2 separate regions of the Pan troglodytes genome follow, and region 1 is linked to region 2. Evidence: chromatin contacts called from public HiChIP or PLAC-seq data. All regions are on one chromosome and are shown on one strand. Each heading gives the region's core, a stretch centred on a gene start, on an enhancer-like site or on the middle of the called end of the contact. The rest is flanking DNA. Distances are from core to core; before and after follow the strand shown.

Region 1 (6,372 bases), core at 816-3,315, 270 kb before region 2:
CTTTACATCTTCAAAACTGGATCTCAACTATGAGACAGACTAACAACATACCTAACAGAGTTGTTACTTTGTTTCATGAGAAAGGAAATAATGGTGTTCTTTCAAATTTAAGCATCTAAAGATACACAGCTCTGCATTAAATACACTTGATTATTTCTAGACCACAAAATATACAAGAAAAACTAAACATGTTGCTTTTATTTTTTAAGGGCTTTCCACAATTCTTTGGGTATGACAGTATTATGAACACCACCATTATAATATAGGTGCTTCATAACATGAATGATATGACCTACTCATTGCCCATTTCCCAAAAGGCCACAGAGAAATAATTTAATATATAATCAAAGTTAGGTTGATGAAAAGGAAGAAGGCTCACAGCTTTCATAGGGGACTGAGAAGACAGAAATCTTCTGATGTTTTGAAAATGCAAGAGCAATGTACATAAAAGTGCTTTGTAAACTGAGTTTACATCAAAAAGGAGCACTTCATTCAACACAATTATTATTAGAATCTCTAACAGCGGAATTATCATACAGGCCTATTGTCTGCTATCCAGCACTTGCAGTAATCACAGAATTTCTTTGGCTGTGACTTCCAGTAGTCCGCCCTGAAAAAGAGGGAAAACAAGGCTAAGCTCATGTAAAACTTAAAAAAGGTTAAATTCTGCATGCTTTACAGTTTTTAAAGTTTGAAATATATGCCCCTGCTACTGAATCTTGTCTTGTTATGTATAGTCGTTTTATTATTTATCTGGTTGGAGCACAGTCAATTGAAATTCTGTTGCCAGCAGAGTAGAAAAAGTCTGTATCTGATACATTACAAAACTCCCTTCAATAAAATGGCTTTCAAAAATTCCTCACTTGTTATCGTCATCGTTATGAAAAACTAAGGAACATCTTAGAAGAACATTTATCCTTTCTGGCTTTGGGGGAGGTTGATGTAATGGAAACCTGAAGAAACTCATAAAGTTTGCCTTAAATCAAGTTATTCCCACCAAGAGAACAACGTACAAGACTACTCTGGGGAAAACTGTAGTTCCTCCCAAACTATCAGTTAAAACAAACTGTTCTTGAGCCTCAAGGCAAGAGAGAACTGGAAAAGCCATGGGACTTCGTAGACGGCCGACCAAAAAAAAAAAAAAAACAAAAAAAAACCATTACGCTATCCAGGGCTGGCCGCTTCCAGTGGGCGGGGGAGGCCGCAGCCCAGCCCTAGTTTCACAATACCCTAGGGTTCAGGGGCTTCGGAGCCCCAAGGGGTGCGTGCGACCCCCGACAGCGTCGTAGAGAGAGCACTGCGTCGCTTCACCCGCAGCCGTCCAACCAGCCCCCTGAACCGGCCGCCGGCCTCCCCCTAGAGCCCGTGCCCCATACCCCAGGGCGTTCAGCGGGGTAACATTTCTACCCCGCCCTGAGAACCGGCCCTGCAGGTCTGGGGCCGGTCCCGAGCGAGTTAAGAACGCGTCTGTCACGCCCCCGGCCGAAGGGCGGGAGGAGAGGAGGGGAAGACCCGGGCGAGAAAGGGCGGCCCAGAGAAACAACACCTCGTTGTTCAGGGCCTGAGACCCAACTCACATGACTGCGCCAGCCGCTCTGCAAGTCGTCCAGGGTTCCACTCAGACTCGCGCTTTCCCAGCGGGACGAATCGTGCTCTTCCAGCCGCCCGATGCCCACCCGAACCTCCCTCCGATCCAGACACCTTACTCAGTCCCCGGGACCAGCGTTCCGCTGTTCCCAACTACGGGTGCCCAGACGATCCAATCCGCGTTCGAAATCGCCTCCTCTCCCCTCCCCCTACAGGGGCGGTACTCCCGGCTCCAAAGAGGTGGGGTCGGTATAAAGGGGTTGAGGTCACCGGGAAGGGGTAAAAGCGCGACGGGACCTGAGCTGAAGGACAGGATCTCAAGCCTCAAGTCCCTGCGCCATCCCGCCGTCTCTGTGTCCTCCCTTGGGGCCCAAAACCTCCATCCTCCTTCTAGGCTCGCTGGCTCAAGGCCAAGGAGCTCAGCGCGCCGCCTCCGCCCGGAACGCAAACAGCTGTTCCCAGAGACGTCGCCGCTCTCAACTTTGCCAACTACTCCGCACGCACTTTGACCAGCGGAGCAACCGGGACCTGTGGGTCGGGGTCCTCTGGCGGAGTTAAAAAAAAAAAAAAGAGGTGAAACTGCGGGACCGGCGCTGCGAGTCGCTAGGCTTCGCCTCAAACTTTGCTGTTGCAGCGGAGCGGCCCCGCCCCTCCTCTCCCCTACGACGCCCGCGCGCTCGGATGGAGCTTGTTCCCTAGCTCGGGAGCGCGTGGGCAGCAGCAGCAGCGGCGGCGGCGGTGGCGGCGGCAGCAGCTTCAGTAGCGCAGAGGCGGCGGTGGCGAGAGGTGCGGCAAAGGAGGCAGAGGCGCTTATCCTTGTCAGGTGGGTCACGGCAATTTCTCGTAGCACTTCCCATATGGTCTAGCGGTTAGGATTCCTGGTTTTCACCCAGGCGGCCCGGGTTCGACTCCCGGTATGGGAACGCTGCCTTATTTTTCTTTTTTTGCAACTATCGATTTGGAGGGCTGACTTCTTAAATCTTGTGTTCTGGCTCCTTTCTTGTCCCCCTGTCTGGGTGAGTTTGTAGAAAATAAGCATTACTGTAGTTAGTGGCGCCTGGAGCTGGGCTGCGGCTTTTGGAGCCTCGAGTGCCACGCCGTGCCTGCTGGAGAAGCGAATGCGCTTCGGATCCTTCTCCCTCCCGCCTCCGGCTCACGGGGCTGGTGGGCCCCGAGGGAGTTTCACTTTCCCCTGGGCTGTTCCCCCGCCCCTCCGGCCCGTAGTTTTCCAGACGCCCGGGAGGTGATGATTAACTCCGGCCTTGCGTTATCTCCTCCCAGCGCCCCCCTCCGGCCCACACCCTCTTCAGCCGCTCTTGCGACTCTTCCTGTGCAGGACGGGCTGACCCCCCTGCCCTGGGCGCCCCGGAGCCCGCGCCCGGACCAGTAGCTCTAGTGGTTCTCTGGCCGCAGGGTATTTACGAGGCCCCACGGAACACAGTGTGCCTTCCGCGCCCTCCCGGGGGGACGCGCTTTCCCGGCCGCGCAGCTGCCCGGCGCCCCTTTCCGCCGCGTGTGCGCTCGCGTCTCCACCCGCGGCGCCTGAGCAAGCGCGAGGCTGGCCCGGGAGGTCTTCCCAACTTGACTTAAGGGGTGCTGGTCGCAGTCACGGAAAGTACCCTCGAAAAAAGGCCTTTGGGAACGAGAATCTTTTTTCTTTCCTTTTAAAAATACACACCACGAGCTATGGAGGAGAAAAATACCACTCTGATGAGATGGCTTTGAATAAGTATATCGACTTTCCAAAGGGTCTAACATTTTGAGCGCCGTTCATTTAAAGAAAAAAATTGATTAAAACAACAGCAAAACATCCTGGGGTGGAGGTGGGGCTTGGGAAAGAGAAAATTGGCTGGAGACTGGGGAGGGGACGTTAAAACAAAGTTTCACTGTATTTTTAAATATAGAAGCCCTGTGTTTATTACAAAGAAGGGGCAGCTGTGTCAGCAGCATGTGAGCTGTAAATGAAACAAAAGCGTTATCTTAAATGCAAGCTGAAATTAGAAAATAGGGTCCGCTATAATGTTTATTGGGCCTCTGGGAACAAACGAAGAAGGAAACAGTGACTCTTGTAGATGGGTTTCTGGTCAGTGCCATTACTGAAAGCAGATGTTTTGGTGGTTAGTATGTGTGTTCCCAGACTATTTTGTAGCTTTAACTGCACAGTAAATTTGTTAATGTGATCTGCGTGATTAAGGATTAATTAGGCTTACCTTGTTAAAAAGAAAGAAAAAGCCTAAGTATTTTAAATCGTCTTCATTAATTCAAATATTTGTGTGTTTGCTACACACCAAGCACCACCACATGCTTTTGAAGTTACTGATGTTTGTATTCTTTATGTTAGCTAGTGGATAGAATACTGAATGGAATAATATTTTGGTCTTTGTGATTAGCTGTGTGATGAGACGTTTCACCTTCTCTGTTCTCTGGCTTTAGAGCCATACATTTTTGATAACACGTATCACTCACAAATTTTAAATAGAGTTACAAGAATTGTTGAGCGATTCCTGAATAGATAATGAAAGTGGAATTTTCATTTAAATAAGTAATAGTGTGTCATTAAGAAGCAGTTACTAAAGAATTACAGTAGTTGAAAATTTGGAAAGAAGGAAAGATAACTCGGATAACTCTGCCTTAATTGTCCCCAGAGAGGGCTTAACTTTCGACTTTTTTTTTTTCTTTTTTTTTGTTGAGACGGAGTCTCGCTCTGTTAACCCAGGCTGGAGGGCATTGGCGCGATCTCAGCTCACTGCAACCTCCGCCTCCCGGATTCAAGCTATTCTCATGCCTCAGCCTCCCAAGTAGCTGGGACTACAGACACCCGCCACCACGCGTGGCCAATTTTTGTATTTTGAGTAAAGACAATGTTTCACCATGTTGGCCAGGCTGGTCTCGAACCCCTGACCTCAGGTGATCCACCCACCTCGGCCTCCCAAAGTGCTAGGATTACAGGTGTGAGCCACCACACCAGGCCTTGACCTTGTATTTTGTAATGAGTTGACAACATTGTACCAAATGGTGCTAAAATGGATGTTATTTTCAACTGTGCACTCAGTAATTGCAAATAGTTGTACTATATACCTGGGGGTGAACACAAAGGAAGTAGTTGCGTCATCTCTGTATAAAACACAGATTTATCTTTCCTGTAGTTGTGCATTACGTAGAATATGGTAAGGCAACATCTGAGTTGTAGAAGTGGTACTGGAGTAACAGAGGGGAGGAATCGGTTCTGCTCAAGGGAGAGGACTGGAGAAGAGACTTAGAGGGGAGAGTGGACCTTGAAGAACTGATTGGATTTCTCCTGTTGGGGAATGTGAATCATAAAGCTGAGGTAGGGGGAACAAGTATGAGGCTGGCAAGTAGTCGGTTTGGCAGGAGCACAGAGTGCCTGCAGGGAGCCCATGGGAGACCAAGCTGGGAATGTAGAAAGGAATTTTTTTTTTTTTTTTTTGAGACGGAGTCTTGCTCTGTCTCCCAGGTTGGAGTGCAGTGGCGCGATCTCGGCTCACTGCAAGCTCCGCCTCCCGGGTTCACGCCATTCTCCTGCCTCAGCCTCCCAAGTAGCTGGGACTACAGGCGCCCGCCAACACGCCCGGCTAATTTTTTGTATTTTTAGTAGAAACGGGGTTTCACCGTGTTAGCCAAGATGGTCTCGATCTCCTGACCTCGTGATCCGCCCGTCTCGGCCTCCCAAAGTGCTAGGATTACAGGCGTGAGCCACCGCGCCCGGCCAGGAATTTTAACTTGATAAATTTTGACTAGGTAACAGGTTCTTTTATCAAGGAGTGACATTTTATGTCACAAAAATTTTTAAACCATTTCTGTCTCTTGGAAAACCCAAAGGTAGCAGTGGCATGTGAAAAATTCTTGTTTTAAAAGATTCAAACAATAAAGAAACATGTAGAATATTTTGTGTCCGTAGATTTTATGTTTAGGAGTTGAATATTAATTTGTAATTAACAGAATGGAGAAAAGCAATCAATTAATTAGAATTCACTTTATAGGAATGAAATCTAGGCTTAAAGTGTGAGAATAATCTGTCTTGCTTTGTTGAAAGTGACCTTGGTATTCGAAGACAGAGCTGCTCACTACTGTCAGTAAGACGTATATCTTAAATTGATTAAGGCTAGGTAATCAGTTTGTGAGGATTCATTCTTACGCTTGTGCCATTGGCAGGCATATTTTAGGTGCTGTCTCTTGGGCCATAAATTAGTGACACTGAGTGCTGTGGATTTACCCAAATAACCTCTTTAATATTTGCTACTGTTAGGTGTAATTAGAAGATACATGAAAGAGGCAGGGTGTGGTGGCTTATGCTTGTAATCCTAGCACTTTGGGAGGCTGAGGCAGGTGGATCAACATGGCGAAATCCCATCTCTACCAAAAATACAAAAAATTAGCCAGGCGTGGTGGCACCCGCTGCACCTGTGTCAGCTATTCAGGAGGCCAAGGTGGGAGGATCACTTGAGCCCTGGAGGCAGAGATTGCAGTAAGCCAGGATCTCAGGATCGTGCCACTGCACTCCAGCCTTGGAGACAGAGGGAGACTCCATCTCGGGGTGGGGGGAAAAAAAAGAGAAAAAGTGAGAGAGCCTGGACAACATAACAAGAGCCTGTCTCTACAAAAATAAAATTAAAAAAAAAAATTAGCCAGGTGTGATGCCACATGCCTGTAGTCGTAGCTACTTGCAAGCCTAAGGTGGGAGGATCCATTGAGCCCAGGAGTTCAAGGCTGCAGTGAGCTGTGATGTTGCCACTACACTCCAGGTGACAGAGCAAGACCCTAAGA
Region 2 (5,905 bases), core at 349-2,848:
ATGCGCTTATTTCTTTTGGCACAGACACTTCCTTCTTAATTTTGAAGGAAAGTCACATCACATTACATTCTATCTGTCCATAAGAATTAAACCCTGTTAGGTGAGCCAAACTTAAACACATTAAATTCTACAAATAGGCCAGGCACAGTGGCTCAAGCCTGTAATCCCAGCACTTTGGGAGGCCAAGGCGGGCGGATCACCTGAGGTCAGGAGTTCGAGACCAGCCTGACTAACATGGAGAAACCCCGTCTCTATTAAAAATACAAAATTAGCCTGGCGTGGTGGGCCATGCCTGTAATCCCAGCTACTCGGGAGGCTGAGGGAGGAGAATAGCTTGAACCCAGGAGACGGAGGTTGCGGTGAGCCGAGATCGCCCCATTGCACTCCAGCCTGGGCAACAAGAGCGAAACTCCGTCTCAAAAAAATAAACAAATAAATTCTACAAATAGCCACTAGAATTATTAGGATAGAAAACGATGATGGGTACTAACAGATTCACTCAGAAGGAGTGGGCAACTAATTCACATTATGTGTAGCTCTGGCTTGGAGAAGACACAGGGCTTGGAGGAGGCATGACTGTTCAGCATGAATTAAAATTGATTTATGAGCTTGCTGTAGCACTTGGAATAGAAAAAAGAATCTTTTCAGCGCCTTTGACCCCTCTCTCAAATTACACCAGGGTGCAACTGAGGAACAACAGTGCCGACCACCCACTTTTCTCGACCCTTGGGGAAAATAACTTTTTTTTGGAAGGGAGAGTCAGTAGATGAGGCTGCATTTTCCACCAGGGAACACGAACTGCTGCGGGAAGATCCCAGCTTCTGGCTAAAGCTGGGGCGGTAGGAGCCGCAGGCCAGCTCGCCATCCAGTCCCCAGAGCCCGGGCTTTAGGTAAAGCGTGGAGATGCAAATCAGTTTCGCCGCCAAGGACCGGCCAGGCGCGTCTCCTCCCGGGCCTCGCAAGGAACAGGTCAGGGAGACGACTTCCAACTTTCTTTGCCGGACCCTAAACGTTCGCCGCCCCTGCCCAGCCGCCCACTCCTGGGCAGCCAGCAAGTCTCCATTCACAAGCGGCTCCATGCTGCCCAGCACTGGCGCCCCTGAGGCGCGGAGCCCCGCAGCCAAATGACACGACTTGGGGGCAAACAAGGACAAAAGTTCCCACCAGGTGGGCACTGCGGGAAGGAGGCCGACGACCCCGAGATTCTCCGAGTCCCGCGGCACGTGCGCTGCGACGCTGGCCGCTTCCCCCGCCGCTCGGGAAGGTCACGCCGCCCGGACACCGGGGCCCGCCCGGACACCGGGGCCCGCCCCGCGCCCCGCGCCCCGCTCCCTCCGCCTGGCGCGCTCCCCGCAGCTGCAGGCGCCAGACCGGGCTGCGCTCACCGCCGCGCCGGCGTGGCCGCGTCCAGCTCAGGCTCCGCCGCCCGCTCTCGGCTCCGGGTCGCCGGCTGGGGCGGCCACTTAACACCCACGTCGGCAACGGCCGGCCCTCCGCCCCGCCCTTCGCGCAGGCATCCCGGACTGCGGCCCCGCGAAGCTCAGGAGCGCCCCTGCGGCTGGGGGGCGGGCTGCGCAGGGCCGCGCCCGGGCGAGACCGGGAGCCGCCACCGCCCACCGGCCCTGCCACCGCCCCCAGCACGGGAAGCGGAAGTGGGCGTGGGGCCGCGGCGCGCACAGCCAGCCCGCGACCCGGCGTGGTGCTGCCGCCGACCCTGGTGAAGGTGGAGAGCGGGGCCTGCGCCTCCGGAGACTTTCCCACCTGTGGGATCCCCGAGACCCTCTCTGAGGCCGGACCCTTGTTAGCCCGCTGGGCTGGGACTGGGGGCTGGGGGCTGGTAACGTCAGTGGTTGGGAGGACTTACTTTTTAGCTACTTTGACCTTGTTGGGAGGCTAAGGCCTTATTTATAAGTTATATTTGAGTACAAAATTATACTTGGGATCCAAGGCCCTAATAGGAAATGCAACTAAGTATGAAAATACAGGAATTAGCCGGGCATGGTGGCTCACGCCTGTAATCCCAGCACTGTGGGAGGCCGAGGTAGGCGGATCACCTGAGGTCAGGAGTTCAAGACCAGCCTGGCCAACATGGTGAAACCCCGTCTACTAAAATTACAAAAATTTCTCCAGCGTGGTGGTGCGTGTCTGTAACCCCAGCTACTAGGGAGGCTGAGGCAGGAGAATCGCTTGAATCTGGGAGGTGAAGGTTGCAGTGAGCCAAGATTGCATCACTACACTCCAGCCTGGGCTACACAGCGAGACTCTGTTTCATAAAAACAAACAAACGACGACAAAAAAAAAAAGGTGTGGTGACACATGCCTCTATTCTCAGCTATTTGGGAGGCCAAGGCGGGAGGATCGCTTGAGGCCAGGAATTGGAGGCCGCAGTGAGCTATGATGGCACTGTTGCACTCCAGCCTGGATGACAGAGACCTCATCTCTCTCTCTCTCTCTCACACACACACACACACACACACACACACACCCCCTCCACACAGTGTAATTTTATTTTACAACTTTAAGTCTTGTTTAGATGTGCTGTTGGATTATTATTTTTTTCTTTTTTTTTCTTTTTTTTTTTTGAGACAGAGTCTCACTCTGTCACCCGAGCTGGAGTGCAATGGTGCAATCTCAGCTCACTGCAACCTCCCCCTCCCAGGTTCAAGCGATTCTCCTGCCTTAGCTTCCCAAGTAGCTGGGATTACAGGCATGCGCCACCACACCCAGCTAATTTTGTATTTTTTAGTAGAGACAGGGTTTCACCACCTTGGCCGGGCTGGTCTCGAACTCCTGACCTCAGGTGATCTGCCTGCCTCGGCCTCTCAAAGTGCTGGGATTACACGTGTGAGCCACCACGTCTGGATGTGCTATTGGATAATTACCTACGTTATTTAAGTGATTTAATTGGTGTTAGTGCTTAACATGAATGCACACTTGAGTAGACCTCCCAGGCTGTAGTAGATGCTATGATGGGATCAGAGTGCCTGGTACATGGACACTCATCAGAATCAGCACTTTAGAACTCGGGCTTCTGGACCGTAATCGAGTTACAGAAACAAGCCAGGGAGTTGGGATGACTTGTCCAAAGTGATGGGGAACATAACTAACTGAAAGCAGATCCAGCAGCTGAAACTACAGTTACAGCAGCTTAAAGGGGTTGGCAATATCACCTGGTCCAATAGCTTTTGCAGCTTAAGAAAATGAGACCCAAAGGAACCCTGATTAAGGACAGACTTGGCTGGGTGTGGTGGCTCATGCCTGTAATCCCACCATGTTGGGAGGCTGAGGCAGGAGGATTGCTTGACCCCAGGAGTTCGAGTTGAACCTGGGCAACACAGTGATGTAACTGCCCAATGGGTTCTTCTCGCCCGCTGCCTCAACTGAGCCAATTTATCAAGATGGGGGAATTGCAATAGAGAAACAGTTTAATTCACGCAGAACCAGCTGTGCAGGAGACCAGCGTTTTATTATTACTCAAATCAATCTCCCCAAGAATTCGGGGTTTGGAGTTTTTAGGGATAATTTGGTGGGTAGGGGGCCAGTGAGTGGGAGTACTGATTGGTCATGTTGGAGATGAAATCATAGGGAGTCTAAACTGTCCTCTTACGCTGAGTTGGTTCCTGGGTAGGGGCCACAAAACCAGATGAGGCAGTTTATCAATCTGGGTAGTGCCAGCTGATCAATCCATCAAGTACAGGGTCTGCAAAAATATCTCAATCTTATCTGTGATCTTAGGTTTTACAATAGTGATGTCATCCTGAGGAGTTATTTGGGGAGGTTTAGAATCTTGCAGTCTCCAGCTGCATGACTCCTAAACCGTAATTTGTAAACTTGTGGCTAATTTGTTAGTCCTACAAGGCGGCCTAGTCCCCAGGCAGGAAGGGGGTTTGTTTTGGGAAAGGGCTGTTGTTTCGACGCTAAACTATAATCTAAGCTCCTCCCAGAGTTAGTTGGGCCTACACCCAGAACAAGGACAGTTTGGAGGTTAGAAGCAAGATAGAGTCAGTTAGGTCAGATCTCTTTCACCATCATAATTTTCTTGGTTATAATTTTTGCAATGACAGTATCAGTGAGCCCCTGTCTTTACTAAAAATCAAAACAAAAAAAATTTTTTTAAAACCTGGTGTGGTGGCGCATGCCTGTAGTCCCAGCTACTGGGGAAGCTGTGGCAAGATCTCTTGAGCCTAGGAGGTTGAAACTGCAGTGAACTGTGTTCATGCCACTGCAGTCCAGGCTGGGCGACTGAGCAAGACCCTGTCAAAAAAAAAAAAAAAAAAAAAGGAAAGACCCTGTTATAGATTAGAAAGAGCACTGGACTTGGGGCCAGGATGTTTGTGTAAATGTCCCTGTGTGACCTTTAATGAGTCACTTAGCCTTTTGTAAACCCCAGCCACAGCATGACTGCATCACTGGTTCCTTTGAACCCCCTGTGCTCCATCAGCCTGCTGGAACAGTCCATGCAGGGCGCTTGGTACTCTCCTCGAGCCATTGGGCCCTAGCCTAGTGCTTTGTCTTGTCTTCCTTGAGCCCCTTCCTCTCCTATCCTGACAAGGGCTGTTCCAAACTCTCATCACTCCCAAGCCTTCCACATTTCTCCTCTCCATGCCTCCCAATTTGTTCTATAAGAAACTATCGGAATTTTGCTCAGATTTTTAATCCATAGTCTACAAAGTTACTTTTTTGGGTTTTTTGCACAAACTCTCATTTATTTGTCTTCTGTCCAACTTAGTTGCTGTGTCCCCTTGCCTAGCCCAATGGCTGGTGAGAATGAGGTTGGAGAAGAAACCAAGGTGTTGGGAGGCCACATTACACAGGCGCTAAGAGAAAAGCAGGGACTCAGCAAAGTTCTGTCCAACTCCAAAGGTCAGGCGCTCAGCTGGTACACTGTGCAGTGCTCCCTCCCAGAGGCTTTTTTTCTTTCTTTCTTTGAGACGGAGTCTTGCTCTGTCGCCTAGGCTGGAGAGCAATGGCGCGATCTCGGCTCACTGCAACCTCTGCCTCCCGGGTTCAAGCAATTATCCTGCCTCAGTCTCCCGAGTAGCTGGGATTACAGGCGCCCGCCACCATGCCTGGCTAATTTTTTTGTATTTTTAGTAGAGATGGCGTTTCACCATGTTTGCCAGGCTAGTCTCAAACTCCTGACCTCAAGCGATCCACCTGCCTTGGCCTCCCAAAGTGCTGGGATTACAGGCATGAGCCACTGAGCCCAGCCGAGGCTTCTTATTAAAAGCAAGAGGTGCCAGATGTGGTGGCTCACGCCTGTAATCCCAGCGCTTTGGGAGGCTGAGGCGGGTGGATCACGAGGTCAGGAGTTCAAGACCAGCCTGGTCAATATGGTGAAACCCAGTCTCCACTAAAAATTCAAAAATTTAGCCAGGCATGGTGGCAGGTGCCTGTAATCCCAGCTACTTGGGAGGTTGAGGCAGAGAATTGCTTGAACCCAGAAGGTGGAGGTTGCAGTGAGCCGAGATTGGGCCACTGCACTCTGGCCTGGGTGACTGAGCGAGACTCTGTCTCAAAAAAAAGGCAAAAGGGCTGCAGGAACTGGAAGTTCTTTCTTCTGAAATACATCTCCTTCTATAATATTTTATAAAAGTCACCTTCACAGCTTAAAATCCCCCACAACAGTGGCTCTTTCTGCTATCTTTATTTTAGGAAGAAAGAAATAAATATATAGATGTTAAAAATGCTTCCTATCTCTCAGATGCTCAGAGAAGTGATTGTAAAATCATCTGGTTGGCACTAAATTAAGAAAGTGTCCATGCAAACTTTGTTCTGAGTGTAATTTCCTAGGAATCCTGGCCGGGTGTGGTGGCTCATGCCTGTAATCCTAGCATCTTGGGAGGCTAATGGGGGTGGATCACATGAGGTCAGGAGTTTGAGACCAGCGTGACCAACATGGTAA

The links. HiChIP or PLAC-seq counts read pairs in DNA pulled down with a chosen protein or histone mark.
Region 1: a contact with region 2 is called in an H3K4me3 HiChIP or PLAC-seq map of stem cell-derived excitatory neurons, with 3 times the contacts expected there. The contact joins the promoter of WBP4 here to the promoter of SLC25A15 in region 2. A contact is called at or near these places in 1 of 7 Hi-C or Micro-C datasets (stem cell-derived neural progenitor cells) and 1 of 1 datasets of contacts at active chromatin or transcription factors (stem cell-derived excitatory neurons).

What each region holds. Positions count from the first base shown.
Region 1 is chr14:40,149,840-40,156,211 of NHGRI_mPanTro3-v2.0_pri, reverse strand. WBP4 (WW domain binding protein 4) reads right to left here and starts at 2,065. Exons shown (of 10, transcript XM_016925231.4): 1 at 1,578-2,065; 2 at 538-610. The coding sequence starts at 1,579. It overlaps ELF1 (E74 like ETS transcription factor 1), which reads left to right and starts at 1,815. Exons shown (of 9, transcript XM_024348533.3): 1 at 1,815-2,410. It overlaps TRNAE-UUC (transfer RNA glutamic acid (anticodon UUC)), which reads left to right and starts at 2,439; the gene lies at 2,439-2,510.
Region 2 is chr14:39,882,817-39,888,721 of NHGRI_mPanTro3-v2.0_pri, reverse strand. It overlaps SLC25A15 (solute carrier family 25 member 15), which reads right to left and starts at 1,598. Exons shown (of 7, transcript XM_054664899.2): 1 at 1,386-1,598.